Regions from separate parts of the Siniperca chuatsi genome. Here region 2 is linked to region 1. Evidence: chromatin contacts called from public Hi-C data. All regions are on one chromosome and are shown on one strand. Each heading gives the region's core, a stretch centred on a gene start, on an enhancer-like site or on the middle of the called end of the contact. The rest is flanking DNA. Distances are from core to core; before and after follow the strand shown. Region 1 holds the start of cenpv (centromere protein V). Region 2 overlaps ncor1 (nuclear receptor corepressor 1).

Region 1 (7,519 bases), core at 2,545-5,044:
AACACATAAAATCATAAGGGAATAACACCATGCTCAATTATGCCTCTGCTACATTCCTACTACAGACAACCATGTTGTTACACTCAGATTTCTTATTACTATGTGTGGATAATGGTGTTTTACCCATTTATCTTATGTACCACAGATATTACGATCTGAATAGTGGATTTGCACCATGAATGAACACCACCAGAAAGTAAAGTTTAATCATTTATTAACTGATGTTCATCAAACTTTTGGTCATGTTAAAGTTAACACCTTTGTCACGTGTAACATTTTTATAATACTGCATGTATATCATGTCATACATAGCATTTTAACTTGAGGGAAATAAGGTTAAGAAAATGGAATCATGAAATCTCTTTATTGACCGCCCCTCAGACGCAGGACAAGATGGAGGGTGGACTCCTTCTGGATGTTGTAGTCAGAGAGCGTGCGGCCATCTTCCAGCTGCTTGCCGGCAAAGATCAGCCTCTGCTGGTCGGGGGGAATGCCTTCCTTGTCCTGGATCTTGGCCTTCACGTTCTCAATGGTGTCGCTGGGCTCAACCTCCAGGGTGATGGTCTTACCGGTGAGGGTCTTGACGAAGATCTGCATGCCTCCCCTCAGACGCAGGACAAGATGGAGGGTGGACTCCTTCTGGATGTTGTAGTCAGAGAGCGTGCGGCCATCTTCCAGCTGCTTGCCGGCAAAGATCAGCCTCTGCTGGTCAGGGGGAATGCCTTCCTTGTCCTGGATCTTGGCCTTCACGTTCTCAATGGTGTCGCTGGGCTCAACCTCCAGGGTGATTGTCTTACCGGTGAGGGTCTTGACGAAGATCTGCATGCCTCCCCTCAGACGCAGGACAAGATGGAGGGTGGACTCCTTCTGGATGTTGTAGTCAGACAGCGTGCGGCCATCTTCCAGCTGCTTGCCGGCAAAGATCAGCCTCTGCTGGTCGGGGGGAATGCCTTCCTTGTCCTGGATCTTGGCCTTCACGTTCTCAATGGTGTCGCTGGGCTCAACCTCCAGGGTGATGGTCTTACCGGTGAGGGTCTTGACGAAGATCTGCATGCCTCCCCTCAGACGCAGGACAAGATGGAGGGTGGACTCCTTCTGGATGTTGTAGTCAGACAGCGTGCGGCCATCTTCCAGCTGCTTGCCGGCAAAGATCAGCCTCTGCTGGTCGGGGGGGATGCCTTCCTTGTCCTGGATCTTGGCCTTCACGTTCTCAATAGTGTCACTGGGCTCAACCTCCAGGGTGATGGTCTTACCGGTGAGGGTCTTGACGAAGATCTGCATGCCTCCCCTCAGACGCAGGACAAGATGGAGGGTGGACTCCTTCTGGATGTTGTAGTCAGAGAGCGTGCGGCCATCTTCCAGCTGCTTGCCGGCAAAGATCAGCCTCTGCTGGTCAGGGGGAATGCCTTCTTTGTCCTGGATCTTGGCCTTCACGTTCTCAATGGTGTCACTGGGCTCAACCTCAAGGGTGATGGTCTTACCGGTCAGGGTCTTCACAAAGATCTGCATGTTTGCACCTATGTAGAATTAAGATAATCAGGACTTATAAATTTAAAAAAAAGTATCTGGGCACTTACATCAGAGTTAATATATAAGTGAATATAACGTTATCATCTAGAACCCTTTAATTACTATTTATACATTTATTAAAAAAAGCGTAGCGCTGCCATTACCTAATTCAGTTGGAATTAAGTTCCAATGACCGTCACATCGCTCAAGCTATAAGTAGTATATTTGAAATATTAGGAAATTAGAGAAATTATAAATGTGAAGCTGAGCTGTCGGCAGTTCAGCAGCCATTCCAGTCCGAGCGCCATTTTGAGATCATATTGACTTTCCTTTTGTTCAGCTAAGGTTACCCGCTAATGGACGATACTGGAAATGTTGAGTCATTGCTATAGCTAACAGTAGCTAACCACTGCTGCGTTACCGCTTTGACGACAAACTGACTGACGCTTAAACCCGGCAGCAACCTATATAACGCCTAAAAAAAATAATGTAGCTAAACCATTTAGTTTTACTTTAAGATTTAACGTCAATTGAGGCATTGTTAACGTTTGCGACAATTAACGTTACGTTATCTTAAACTAATCTGAAAAAACATGGCACTGGACTAAGAACGTTCACCATATAAATAGTTCAAAATATAATGATAACATAGTTTTAAACAAGATAAAACTTACTGTACTGCAAATATTTAGTATTCTGCTTGCGCAAGATGTCTTCTTGTGAGTTTCCGCTAAAGAACGATACTGCGGCACAGAACAACACTGTATTATATACAGGAGTCTGCATACGTCATCTGTCAATATCCGTCCGCATTTGAAAGTAGTTCTCACTGATCCGAAGCGCGCTGTTTCAATGTACAGTATTCATTTTAACAGTATTATTTTACTTAATAATCCTACGTTTACTCATAAACAATTAGTCAAAAATAGTATTTTTGAAAACGATATTTTGACATATCCTCCGCGGCGGAATAATATCTCTCTGGTTCCAGAATTTGCTAGAACAACCATAGCAACAGGATCCTTCCCCGAGCTTGTGATTGGACTGTACAATTGTTTGTTTGACCAGCGATTGGTTGCTGTGTTACAGTAAGTAATGTTCGATGACAAAATTGCCCTCATGACTATGGGAACAACGACCTATTCAGGAATTATACAAGACCTAAATAGACAAAGTCTTGTGTAATTCTAGGTTATGGCAGTGTAGCCTGCGTATTACACATACATGAACTTTTTCCCATATTCCCTCTTCAATACTACAGAATATCATAACCATTGGTATATTAGGAACTCATCAAGTCTAAATGACTATGCATTTATGTGACACGCAGGAGTGACGTGTACAGACAAGAACTCGCCCTCAAACGTGTCTGCTAACAGATGGAAACGTGCTTGGTAAACATGTGCTACAGCTGTTGAGACAGCAGGGTAAAGTATTTGAGGCCAAGAGGAAGATAACACTGCGAACTGACCTCTTTTACACACCTTATTTCATTCACTGGCAATCCATATCCACATAAGGTTTATTCAAGACTACATTCATAATTTATAGCCAACCTGAACACCACTGCAAAATGTGTGATTTGAGCAGCACACAGTCATGACCACAGGCTGTAATTTATACCAAGGCATAATGGTAAGGTATTTATTCATTGTATTGTCAAAGTCACAGGAAAGGGCTTGATCTTGTTCCCGTGAGCATAAGTCTAACTATGCCTGGCATGATGTCAATGCCCAGGTGATACTGGAAAATTCCGACAAGTTAAACACTGATTAAAGACAAGGATTTTCATTTGGTACAGTGAGTTTTTGTGATATGTCCCTGAATTTACCCAGCTGATTAAACATACTGAATATTTGAAATTTAGGTCAGTGGTCTCCAAAGTTGGTTATGGGAACAAGCACAGGACCCTGGCAAGATAGTGAAAAATTTACAGATTTCTGTATAACTTTATTACTGGCACCTAATAATGGCAACAATGGCAAGTACTGACCAGTGATCTGACTGCCCACTTTTAGCTCCACCATTATTAAAGACAACGGTGGTACTGTAAACTAAATGAAATCAGTCAGTTATATCAAAGAGCAAAACCTCAGATGGAGGTCTGTAGCCTACTGGGATTCTATTTTTGGGGCATAGATATGATACAGCTCAGAGAGTCCTAATTTATGTATTTGGGTCACAACATTCCCTTACCCCACCCCCCAGCACCCTGCCATATGATACCCAACCCGTGATGCACCACGTCAGTGCTTTTCAACACAGAGCTGGGCTTCTGGCTGAACTAGTTCAACCTCTGAGGAATGTGTTTGTGCAAGTCTGCTGTACTTTGCCCTGCCCCTTGCTTGGAATAAATCTGTCCTGTCTCAAAGTGTTCCAGTCTTTTTCAAGCAGGACAAGTGAAAGTGTCTACGGCTGGAGACAAACTTGATGTTGGCTTTTCTTAGAGGTACCCACCTTTAAATTGAATTGACATATTCAATGACCACATCAATAGCTGTGAATGGTTCAAAGGTGTAAATAGCTGAGAGGCTTTTAATGTAAATGTAGCTCTTATCAGTAAAGGACTTTGATTAGGATCATTGTGTTTTCTTCGGCAGGGCGATTGGAACTGTTTTGGGTGGGACATCCAGTTCCACGTCAACAGGTTTCACAACAAACACGTCACACCAGTTTCATCTGAACTTAATGAAAGAGTGTCATTTCATCCCTGTTCTTTTTCTTACCATCTTAGAATACTTAAATATGAACATATGTATTCATCGTGATGGTTTGTTATTTTCATTTTACTTACAGAATGGATCGTGTCAAACATACAGGCGGCTGCCACTGTGGGGCTGTTAGATTTGAAGTCTGGAGTTCCCCAGACCTCCATGTTTTCCACTGCAAGTATGGACATTAGATTCAATGATATTGTCTCATTTTCTTATCTAATAAATGTTTGTATTAGAAAGAAAACAAGAGATGTATGATTTTAAATCTAAACTTTATTGGAATAAAGTATATTCATCCCAAAACTATGATGTTAAAAAGACTTCAAACAATGTTTTGTTGCTTGTAAAAATTTTTGCAAATCAATATAAACTGATTTCTATGTTTCTCCAGCTGTAGCATTTGCACAAAGAAACAAAACCATCATTTCATTGTTCCAAAAAATCACTTCACACTCTTACAGGTAGTAAACTCGAGCAAAAGATATGATACAATTCAACTTAAAAATCACAAGAGCATTTTAAGTATATAATGTTTGTTTTTTTCTTCCCAGGGGTCAGATAATCTGACTACATACACGTTCAACAGTCATGTTGCTAAACACACCTTCTGTAAAACCTGTGGAGTTCAAAGTTTCTACACTCCACGCTCCAACCCTGATGGATATGGTATGGCCCCTAACTGCTGACACAAGACAGTCACACCACTCTTATGTGTTGTAATCTGTTTACTCCAACCAACCCAGTCTGTTCTTTAATGCTCTATATGTATTCTATTTGTAGAAAACAGAAATGTTATGTTCACAATGGGAGATAAATGGTCTATGTTGGATAACAGTCATATCAGGAAACCACCCTTGAAACCTAATATTTTGCATTATTGAGCAATAAAGTCAAGTTGTCAGTGGAATGTGCTGGAGAAGATGGGCTGTTTTGTTCATATGCAAATCAATGAGCTCTCCTCTGTTGCTGTTCTCCCCAGGTGTTGCTGTACACTGTCTGGATCCAGGTACTGTCCGCAGCGTCACAGTGGAGAAGTTTTGTGGGGAGAAGTGGGAAGAAAGCATGCAAGCTCACAACACCATCAGAGACATGTCTAAATGTGCCGCAGACACACAGCCGGGAGAAACTAAATAATAATACAAGAGATACAAGAATCAAACTTCTTTTTAATCAGCAGGATACCAGAAAAACTGTACAGTTTTTTTTTAACAATCTTTGAAATTATAATATAAAAAAAGCTCCTCAACCGATTTAAACCCTAGTGTTGTTTTTAATACAGTGTACTAACTCAAAACAATAAAGAAGTTTCTTTAGCAAAAAGGCATTAGAAGTCTCCGTTATTTCACAATTATTGTCAGCTTTATTTATTGAAAGTGCTTTTGAAAAAAATATTCACGCTACTTTAGCCAATAAAGTGTTAAAGAAATCTTTATTCAACCGTGAGCAAAACGGCTCATCAGATGTGTAAACAGCTACTAAATTCACCCCCACAACAGTAATCAAGTAGTTGGGCAGTGTGACACCTAACAGAGTAACAGTCAGTGCATATGGATCTGGATGAGATAAACTTAATAGATCTTCAGGTTCTTTGGTCCTTGTGGGATAATTTGGAATGTGTTTACGAACATGTACCGGGACAGGGCGATGTAGAGGTAACGAAACCACAGGAGCTGAGTGCGATGACAAAACATGGCTTTCTGAAAAGAAAATAGGGTTGTTTGAGAGGTTATAAAACCTATAACATGATATTGTGAGATCTCAATTAACAGCCAACAGTGGTAAAAATCTCTTAGTATAAATGTATTTATTTCTTTATATAATATTAGCATGATGAAACATAATTTCAATCTTCAACACCTCACTTTGCTGTAGCGTCTTTTTATAAACCTCATCTCCACTCTTGCTTTTTTAGCACATATACTGTATATACCCTTGTTACAATGTGCTAAAAACACATGTGCCCTCTAATAGTAGAAAGTGACACATCTTGCCAACAAACTGTCTATTTCGAGGCTTACTTTGGCTTGCCTGTAGCCCCGTGAGCCTATAATACAGCGGAGACATGAGGGCAGCAGCCAGCTGAGGGGAAGGTCCAGGAAAGACATGTACTTCCTGAGGAGGCCAACAGTCACCAGGGAGAGCAAACAGCAGTCTGGGAGAACAGACAGAGACCCAGTTAAGCTGTTAATATGTTAAATGCTCACTAAAGGCGGTTAGCTAGGCCATTCTCTCAGGTTGCTCTGTTTTACATGTTTTTATTGTAAGGCAACCTCATGTCAGTAACATAACAATGTAACACAATGCTTATTTTTTTTTACACTTAGGCTGTTCCTCCTGTGTAGCACTTGTGTTGTGTGACTTGAGAATATGAGAACGACTGCGACTCCTGTATGGGAGTTGAAGTACTTATGTGACATATTAGTATACTAAGGAAAACATAGAAAAACAACAACAAAAATATCACATTATATTACAGAGCACAGATTGTCAATATGGTATTGAAATTTTCAACTGTAACCCCTGAAATGCAGCAGGAGTTTGTTGGGCACAAGAGGGTTAAAGCTGTTGGTAGTGAGCAGCGAGTCTTACTGTACAGCCAAGTGAAGAGGCTTAATGCAATCACATTGGGCCTAATTCTCTCCCGCCTCCCCTAGAGGCTACAGTAAGGCCAGTCAAACAGGTGAGGTGTAAATGTCTGGTAATAAATAACCAGAGAGCATGATTAATGACACACGTGCTGTTTTTAAGATTGCTTACTGCAGGCTAACAAAGCCAAGGCAGAGTGAAGTCATTTTGTTCCAAATAAAGTGTGTGTTTGCTGTGGCCTCAGGACTGAGATGATAATGTCTTCCTGCCATTCACCAACAAAGTTCGACCGTTGAGATCTCATGTATGATCAACTACATGGGCCTGCTATGCTTGTTTCTTATCATGCCGTCTACTCAAAAATGAATGTGGGTGTGCTCTGTGGGCCTACCAAGCAAAGTAATGAGTTCTCATCCTGTTGTAACATGTCGCCCCTTCTCTGTCCTACATTTCCTTTCACATTCTGTTTAAGAAATTCCCCATGAGCATCATCATAAGACCTTTCAGAAGAAACCAAAAGTAAAAATTCAGTCTGTCTGGGTTGAAATTAAAAGACAGCCTGGCCAGTAAAGATGTGAAGAGACAGACACACTGAATTTAACATCTGCCAACAACACAGAGTTTGAAACTATGAACATCTGGAATGAAACCATCATACGTAGTTTGAGGGCACGCAGTTGGAAAAACATACATTTGCATTGCAACTGGTG
Region 2 (7,519 bases), core at 3,117-5,616, 73 kb after region 1:
ATTCACTTACTCTACACTGCATTTTTTGACTTCTTAAGGCTGTGGTCTTTCAGAATGTATGTTTTTATCACACAATTATTTATTTATTTATATTGCACAACAATATGGACACAAAGGTAAAAAAAATCACTTTTAAAACCTGGGCATGCTACAAAACAGTGCTGTATATAATGTATACATAAGGTAGCTTAATACTGTCATGATTGTTAGACAGCACGTGCTCTTGGGCACTTTATTTTGAAACCCACTGTTAAAATGTTTTATGTATGTGTGTGTATCAGGTGGACCAGAGCAGCCAGGGCGACCAGGGAGTCGAGGTTATCTGCACTCCCCTTCTCCCTCTCTCAGGACGCAGGATGTAGTGGTTCAGCAGCGGCCTAGTATCTTCCAGGGCAAGAGTGTCATCACCTCTCTAATGCAAGTCTTAACCTATTCTAACTCTGCATTTACATCAGCTCACTTACACTCTTTTGTTCTGTGTGTGTCTGTTCAAGTATGTGTGGGGTTTTGTCCTCAATTTGTATATATATGTTTAAATTTTGGCCAGCTGTGTGTGTGTCTCAAATATCTCTAGTTTATATAAAAAATCTGGACAGTAGACTTCAGATGCATTAGTCGGACAAACCACGTCTTTTAACTGAACCCATCCTTCAGGAAATATGGTTGATGCTTTCATCTCTTTATTTCCTCTTCAGGCCCCATTCAGCAGCAGCGACAGCAGCAGCTCAGAGTAGCTCTCGCTACAATACTGCAGCTGATGCCCTGGCTGCTCTGGTGGACGCTGCAGTCTCTGCCCCGCAGATGGATGTGGCCAAGGTGAAGGAGAGCAAACATGAACGGGATGATGACATGTCCTCGTCGGCTGCAGCTCGGCGAGCAGCTAGCCTCTCCGAACAGCAGCAGCAGGAGGCAGAAAGACGATCCATGCAGTCACCATATGGTGGTATGTCTCTGCCAGGGGGTAAGCCCCATTCAGCTTACTCTGAGGGCCCTGGAGTCGGGGGTAAGGATAAGAGCCCTCAAACCTCAAAGTCCCGCATTGAAGAGGAGCTTCGGACTCGTGGAAAGACAACTATAACAGCCGCTAACTTCATTGATGTCATCATCACACGGCAGATAGCCTCGGACAAAGACTCACGAGAGCGAGGCTCTCAGAGCTCTGACTCCTCTAGCAGTTGTGAGTGTGTTGGAAACACGTGGAGATAGCTGAGATTATTCAAACTGCACGTTAAGTGCACTGTGAGACAGCGACACCATCAGTTAGCTGAGTGGACAAGCACACCAGTTAAACCTTAAATGTCATCTTTTTCTTAGAGTAGAACATGACCAAACCTTAATATTCTGTCCTTTGCTTAGCATAAATAGTAACTCTTTGTCCATACTTGTCTTGCAGTGTCATCCAGTCGATATGACAACACTGGTGGAGGAGCCATTGAGGTGATTAGTCCTGCTAGTTCCCCAGTCCAACCCCAACAGGACAAACCAGAAGAAGGGCAACAACAGGCATCTGGTATGAACACAACAATTGTTTGTTCAAAGATTGTTTCAAGATTTTGTGCTTCAGGTCAAAGTTGAAATATAATAGATTTGGCTGTGAAAGCTAAATTTAGCTCCTAGTCAAGTGGAGTAAACATACCATAGCTTGAATGACTTAACCCAGTGATCTTGTCATTTGATACTGTCAGACACCTCTGCACCAGTCTCGTCACCAGACTAAACTTGAAGTTATTCCTGTCACCTGCAAACAAATGTAGATCAGTTGCTACGCTCTGTCCCTGGTCAACCTTCACCAGCTGGCATGCGGGCCTACGACATGAGTCGTTACCGGCCGTCAGGGGAGCAAGCACAGCCCAGTGCCCAGCAGCCCCCCTCCTCCCAGGCTGACAGCTACTCCCAGGTCCCCAAGACTCACCGGGTTATGACCTTGGCAGACCACATTTCGGTAAAAAATGCTGGAGATTCTGAAAAAGCAATGCAGCACATACCAGATTTACCATGTGCATCAACCCAGTATACCTAACTAACCTGGTTTTGTGGTCATTCTCTGTCATGCAGCATATCATAACCCAGGACTTCGCCCGGAATCAGGACCTTCCTCCAGTCTCCTCTTCGGCTTCAGCCACATTCCAGAGTGTGGTGCCACCCATGTCCTCTTCAGGTCGAGCTAAGGTGCCCAGTCGCTACAGTCCTGAGAATCAGGTCCAGGCCCCACACCACCAGAGACCCTCCAGCAGAGTTTCCCCAGAGAATGCCCCTGACAAGCCCAGAGCCAGGTACCTGGACTGGCCAGTTAACCCTGAAATAATCAGAGTGAGTCTAATTTATTCCTCAACATTTGTCTCTCTCTGCTCTCCGTCTAGGCCTGGTAAATCTCCAGAGCGAGGCAGCAGGCAGATGGAGAACTATGAACCCATCTCTCCACCACAGAGCTACCAAGGCATGGACAAACAGGAGGCTGGCGGGCCTCCACCCCAGAGGCGAGAGGCTGACACCTCCGAGATCAGGTAGAGGATCTCCACAGTTTGGATTTATGACAGTTTGAAGTTTGAAGCTGTCAGCCCAACAAGCCAGTACATTTCTTAATACATCATAAAATGGATTCAGAATTTATATTAAATGTTGCCGGACTATAGTCGCGCACACAATTTAAAGGTTACTTACATCATTCGTTGGTTACAATAAAATGTAGACGAGAGAGAGGGGAGATGATTTTTCTATGTGTATCTTGTAAATGTGTATTGAGATATAAATGTCTTGTCACCTACAATAATGTTGTAAATATTAAATAACCAGTATTTCTACACTTGATCTACACATTGCTAAAGTTAGTCTGTCCTGTTAGTGCCCTGACATTTGATGCTTGACTGTATTAGACTGTAAATCAATTTCTTGTATGGATGCCAGCAGGCAGTGTTCCCCTGTCAGCAGTCGTTTGCATCCCACTGAGGTTGAAAGTGCCTACTGCCAAGTGCTTGTTGCCCCAGTTACCCCATTGCTGTTTGACTCTTTGCCTTTTGTCTGGTTCAAGGAGTGACTCACGATCCCCAGGGAGTGTCAGCTATCTGCCTTCCTTCTTTACCAAGCTGGAGAACACCTCGCCAATGGTGAAATCCAAGAAGCAGGAAATCTTTCGTAAGTTGAACTCCACCTCTGGTGTCGGTGATTCTGATGTTGGTAAGTGGGTCTTCTCTTATACTCTTCCTCTAAACTAACATGCATGCATCAGATGATGGAATGAACTCTGTTAATATGTGTGCATGCAAGACATTCATGTTTAATTCATTTTATAATTTTATAAGCTCATCAAGCATGTGATAACATAAGAACAGCTTGACTTACTGTATCATTTCTTGTCAGACATTTAGATTTTTTCAACAGCTAATAATTGTCTTGCAGGAAATGCGCAACCAGGCACAGAGATTTTCAACTTGCCTGCTGTCACCAGCTCCAGTAAGTAGCAGTGAAACTCGCTCAGACATATCACAGTCCAATCTAGTTGATTTCTCCTTTCTCATTGTATGTTTTGGTGTGTTATGATTTGTAGGCAGCATCAACCCCAGGAATCACTCTTTTAGTGACCCAGCCAGTAACCTGGGCCTGGAGGACATCATCCGCAAAGCATTGATGGGCAACTTGGAGGAGAGACAGGAAGAGCACCAGGGAGGAGTAGGGCCTCAGTGTGCCATCAACAACACACCCGGCACAGGCAGTGACGCCCGCCAGGAGGCCAACCCATCACCCAGTATGGGTAGGCATGAATTACATTCCCAAATTACACATTCAGAAGGGATGATCTTATGTTTAACATGTTGCTAATTTACACATTCTGCCTGTTTTGAATCATCAGGCAAGCAGAAGCAGGGCAAAGCCAACAGCCGGAAATCAAAGTCACCTAACCTGGGTCAGGCCTACGCTGGAGGGGAGCGTCCCTCTTCAGTATCCTCCGTCCACTCCGAGGGAGATTATCACAGACAAGCCCAAGCCCAACCCCAATGGAGCTGGGACGACCGACCCTCATCCACAGGTGAGCTGTCCAGCCTCTGCTGTCAGTGTCTGCAAAAAAAATCTGGTAAAATCAGACAGAAATACCTGGAGCCAGTTCATCCACATTTTTTTTCACTTTCTCTTCTCCTTCTCTGCCCAGGATCCATGCAGTTCCCTTACAACCCGCTGACCATGCGCATACTGAGCAGCACGCCTCCCACCTCCATAGCTTCCCCCGCCATACAGAGCCAGCAGCAGCAGCAGCAGCAGCAGCAGGCACCTACAGCTGGAGCCCCTGTAGGCCAGCAGCGTGTGTGGCAATCTCTGCTGTCAGAGCAATATGAGACCCTGTCTGACAGCGACGACTGAGCCCTGCTCACTACAGCCCCAATAACCAGAAGAGAGGCCTGCACCGAGGCTTGTCTATTCACCCCCCTTTCCCAGAACCAACCTTGCTCACTGGCGAGTATGACAAATAGATGGGGTGGTGTCCTTTTTATTTTTGGTGCTATGGCGCCCTCTGGCTGTTAGCTAAGAGTACAAGCATCAGCCTGTGACAGGCAGGGCTCTCCAGAACAAGACTCGCTTTTGGTCCGGAAGCACTCACCCAGCCTGTCGGGGAAATAAACAAAACTCGACTGAGGGGATGACATGAGCTATAGTGAAGATGAAGAACTTAATATGTAAAAAGAAACAACATAAGAGACTATTTCTGAATTTTGTTTGATTTCTGTAAAGATATACCTTGTCTTTAAGAAAATCATTGTATGTAAATAGAGTAACCTTTTGCAGTGTTTTTCTTAACTTGATTATTTCTTATTTTAATGTCGCTTTTAAATTGATCCACTTTAAATGGGAAGAGTAGGGGTGTAATCTTTAATATCACAGTTGGTCTCTCCCAGTCCACCCCCACCCCACGTCACCTGACACCCACTCTAATGTTTTTACCATAGCGACGCTAAGAGAGACCGGACCTTTGGTTTGTACTTGACCATGAGTGGAGCACAGAGATTGTGCCACCCTGCACACCATCCACCAAGCACCACCAGAGCCTGAACATCATGGACATTCGAGGATGAAAAAAAACAGACTAACATTTCCAACAGCATTGATGTTTGATGCCTGTCTTCGCCACATAGTGGAGATAATGCATGGATTGTAACTATCAGATGGTAGAGGTAACTTCTCACCCCATTCGAGACAGAGAAATGTCTTCACAACAAGTTGAGAACACTGGTGTCATAGCAGGAAGGTGAAAAGTCTGATATAAGCTTAATTTTGCCGGTAAAGATATCCTTATGACTACTCCTAGACCCCCGTCTGAAAAATGAAAGTGAGCCAATGTTTTTATTTTTATTTTTTTCAATAGAGCCATGGTGTGTCACATGTAGCTGTCTCTCTCTGCAGTTTCCAACCTGTCCAGAATGATCTGCTCTGCAACGTTGTCATGGTAAAAAAAAAAGTATGTCAGGTTTTGCCATGCCTTGTGACTTGAGAAAGAAGGCAGCTTTAACTAATTTTCTCAGAGATATACGTTGGTGTTTGGTGTTTGTATTTGTTTCTGTAGTCCCTATCTTTTTTTTTTCTTTTTTTTTGATACTGTCCTGACAAAAATCTGAACTCTGTAAATTGTCTTTCCATTACACAAAAAAGACAAAACTAACCAAACATAAAGAATGGTCTGCACCATTGTTGCACTTTTTTGCTTTTGTAGCTTTTGACAAAAAAAGCATACTACCTGCTGTGTAACTTATTCAACCTCCAGCACAGGAGTATACTAAGATGTGCTTTAAGTTTTTCCCACCACTCACAGAATTCTCTGTTTTCTTGTAGCTGGTACATGATTTTGTAGTGTGACACTTGCATCACAGTTACAGTTTTAAGTGTATGGTACCGTTAAATGTTGAGAAGTTTGCTGTCATGGTGATTCAAAACCGTGACCACTTTATCTCTGCTTTCATTGTGTCAATCAACAGACATAAAGCTTTGAATATGAATTATACTAGGTCAACTTCATAAATGGCAGTAACGTTCCTTTGCAAGTCTTTTTTAGATATGTGAAATAATACCATATTTTGACTCTTTCAGCTTACACTTTGCTCAGTTAACAAATCCATTCTGCTCTAAACTTGACATTTCCTTTGTTCCTTTGATTTTGAATCATTTGTCATAGCACATGTTCAGAATTTTATTTTCAACATCTTTATTATTCATCCTGTTTTAGATGGGATGTTTTGTGTTTACAAAGGCAATGACAAAAAAAAGTTTACAAACTTGAATCTTAAAGAAATCCGACATGAAGCCGAAAAAGAATTGGAGCATCTTTTCAGCTCTTTATCACACACACAGTGGTGACTTTTTTTTTGTCTTTTTGAAATTGAGACTTGAAAACCCGTGTATCCTATGATGTTGAAATGCAATGTTTGTATCGCACAATGTCTCTTAGTAGGCTATTACAAGAGTTCAGACCAATCAAATAAAGTGGATCAGTTCTCCACCACTGAAAAATGTATAGGTCCTTAATAGGTGTGCCATCTATTTATTGACCCCTAGGATTTTCTTCTTGTACTGTAGATTGTGCCCTAGTCATAATTCTCATTGACTCAGGTGTACCAAAACTCTTCAGGTTAATTTTATTTTGTGAATTAATGCAATATAAAATGAAAACATTATGGTGTCAGGAATTGCAATTTGTGGTTTATCCAAAAAGAAAAAAAAATCCCATGTAATATGGGCAAATATGTCTGACATCTCAGGCTTTAATAATGATTCTCAGACTTAAATTGAATGTGAGGTAATTAGGCAGAGATGTTAATTTAATTACAACTAATCACATTGGGGCCCTTTGTGGTGCAGATAAATAGTTAATGTAAAATACAGGTTTTGCTACATCCCCATTTCTACTGCTGTCAGGTTAACCTTTCAACCCATACATATAAACATGGACCATATGAAAAATCAGCTGTTGAGGTACATCATGGCTTGCATATTCTATGTGCTAAATGAAGATGATGGTGATTATTTTCTTAAAGCAACTACAAGGAGTTTCTAACTGGTTATGAAACAATCTCGATTTAATACTGATGCCTCTATATGACCTACATAAGCAAATGAGACCATCAACGAGAAGATTGGCTGTTTCTTTGTCGGTATTCTAAACGGCTGTCACCGGGTCGGAGTCCCTGCGAAATCAGGCGAAATAATTTACGGAACTCAGACCGGAAGAGCCTATGTTTACATTTTCCCAGGCAAAGTTTCGCACTGAGTAGTACTATTTTATTTGGCTGTGTACAGTCCATGGAGGTATAGGTCACGGTGGACATTACTGTAATACAACTGGCTTATAACATTTTATGTTGGCCTTGCTACCGAGCTATATCTTGCTGTTGGCTTATTATTATGAAGACATAACATTATTAGGGACTGTTGATAACTTTAGCTTTCTCAACAAAATGACTATTACCGAGCAACTGAATCTGTTAGTTGTGGGCTTACATGTAGCCTAGGTGTATGAACAGTACTAAAACAAAGTTTA

What was found. Hi-C and Micro-C count contacts between places; a contact is called where the count stands out from the background.
Region 2: a contact with region 1 is called in a Hi-C map of liver, with 2.6 times the contacts expected there. The contact joins the enhancer-like site here to the promoter of cenpv in region 1. A contact is called at or near these places in 2 of 3 Hi-C or Micro-C datasets (liver and skeletal muscle).

What each region holds. Positions count from the first base shown.
Region 1 is chrLG14:7,081,569-7,089,087 of ASM2008510v1, forward strand. It overlaps cenpv (centromere protein V), which reads left to right and starts at 3,795. Exons shown (of 5, transcript XM_044222127.1): 1 at 3,795-3,958; 2 at 4,110-4,398; 3 at 4,615-4,684; 4 at 4,775-4,889; 5 at 5,203-5,543. The coding sequence starts at 4,277. The coding sequence ends at 5,357. ubb (polyubiquitin-B) reads right to left here and starts at 2,495. Exons shown (of 3, transcript XM_044222124.1): 1 at 2,184-2,495; 2 at 372-1,517. The coding sequence starts at 2,295. It overlaps pigl (N-acetylglucosaminyl-phosphatidylinositol de-N-acetylase), which reads right to left. Exons shown (of 7, transcript XM_044222122.1): 6 at 6,242-6,375; 7 at 5,370-5,920. The coding sequence ends at 5,792.
Region 2 is chrLG14:7,153,730-7,161,248 of ASM2008510v1, forward strand. It overlaps ncor1 (nuclear receptor corepressor 1), which reads left to right. Exons shown (of 46, transcript XM_044222113.1): 36 at 282-417; 37 at 696-943; 38 at 1,394-1,510; 39 at 1,755-1,942; 40 at 2,056-2,273; 41 at 2,361-2,504; 42 at 3,029-3,174; 43 at 3,397-3,450; 44 at 3,545-3,748; 45 at 3,848-4,024; 46 at 4,145-6,496. The coding sequence ends at 4,353. Among protein-coding and RNA genes, the nearest start is that of zswim7, 5.0 kb to the right of the region's middle. Within about 2 kb of position 4,367, the one cell type or tissue checked has an H3K27ac peak away from gene starts, as active enhancers do. A contact at or near this core is called in liver, where this site is marked.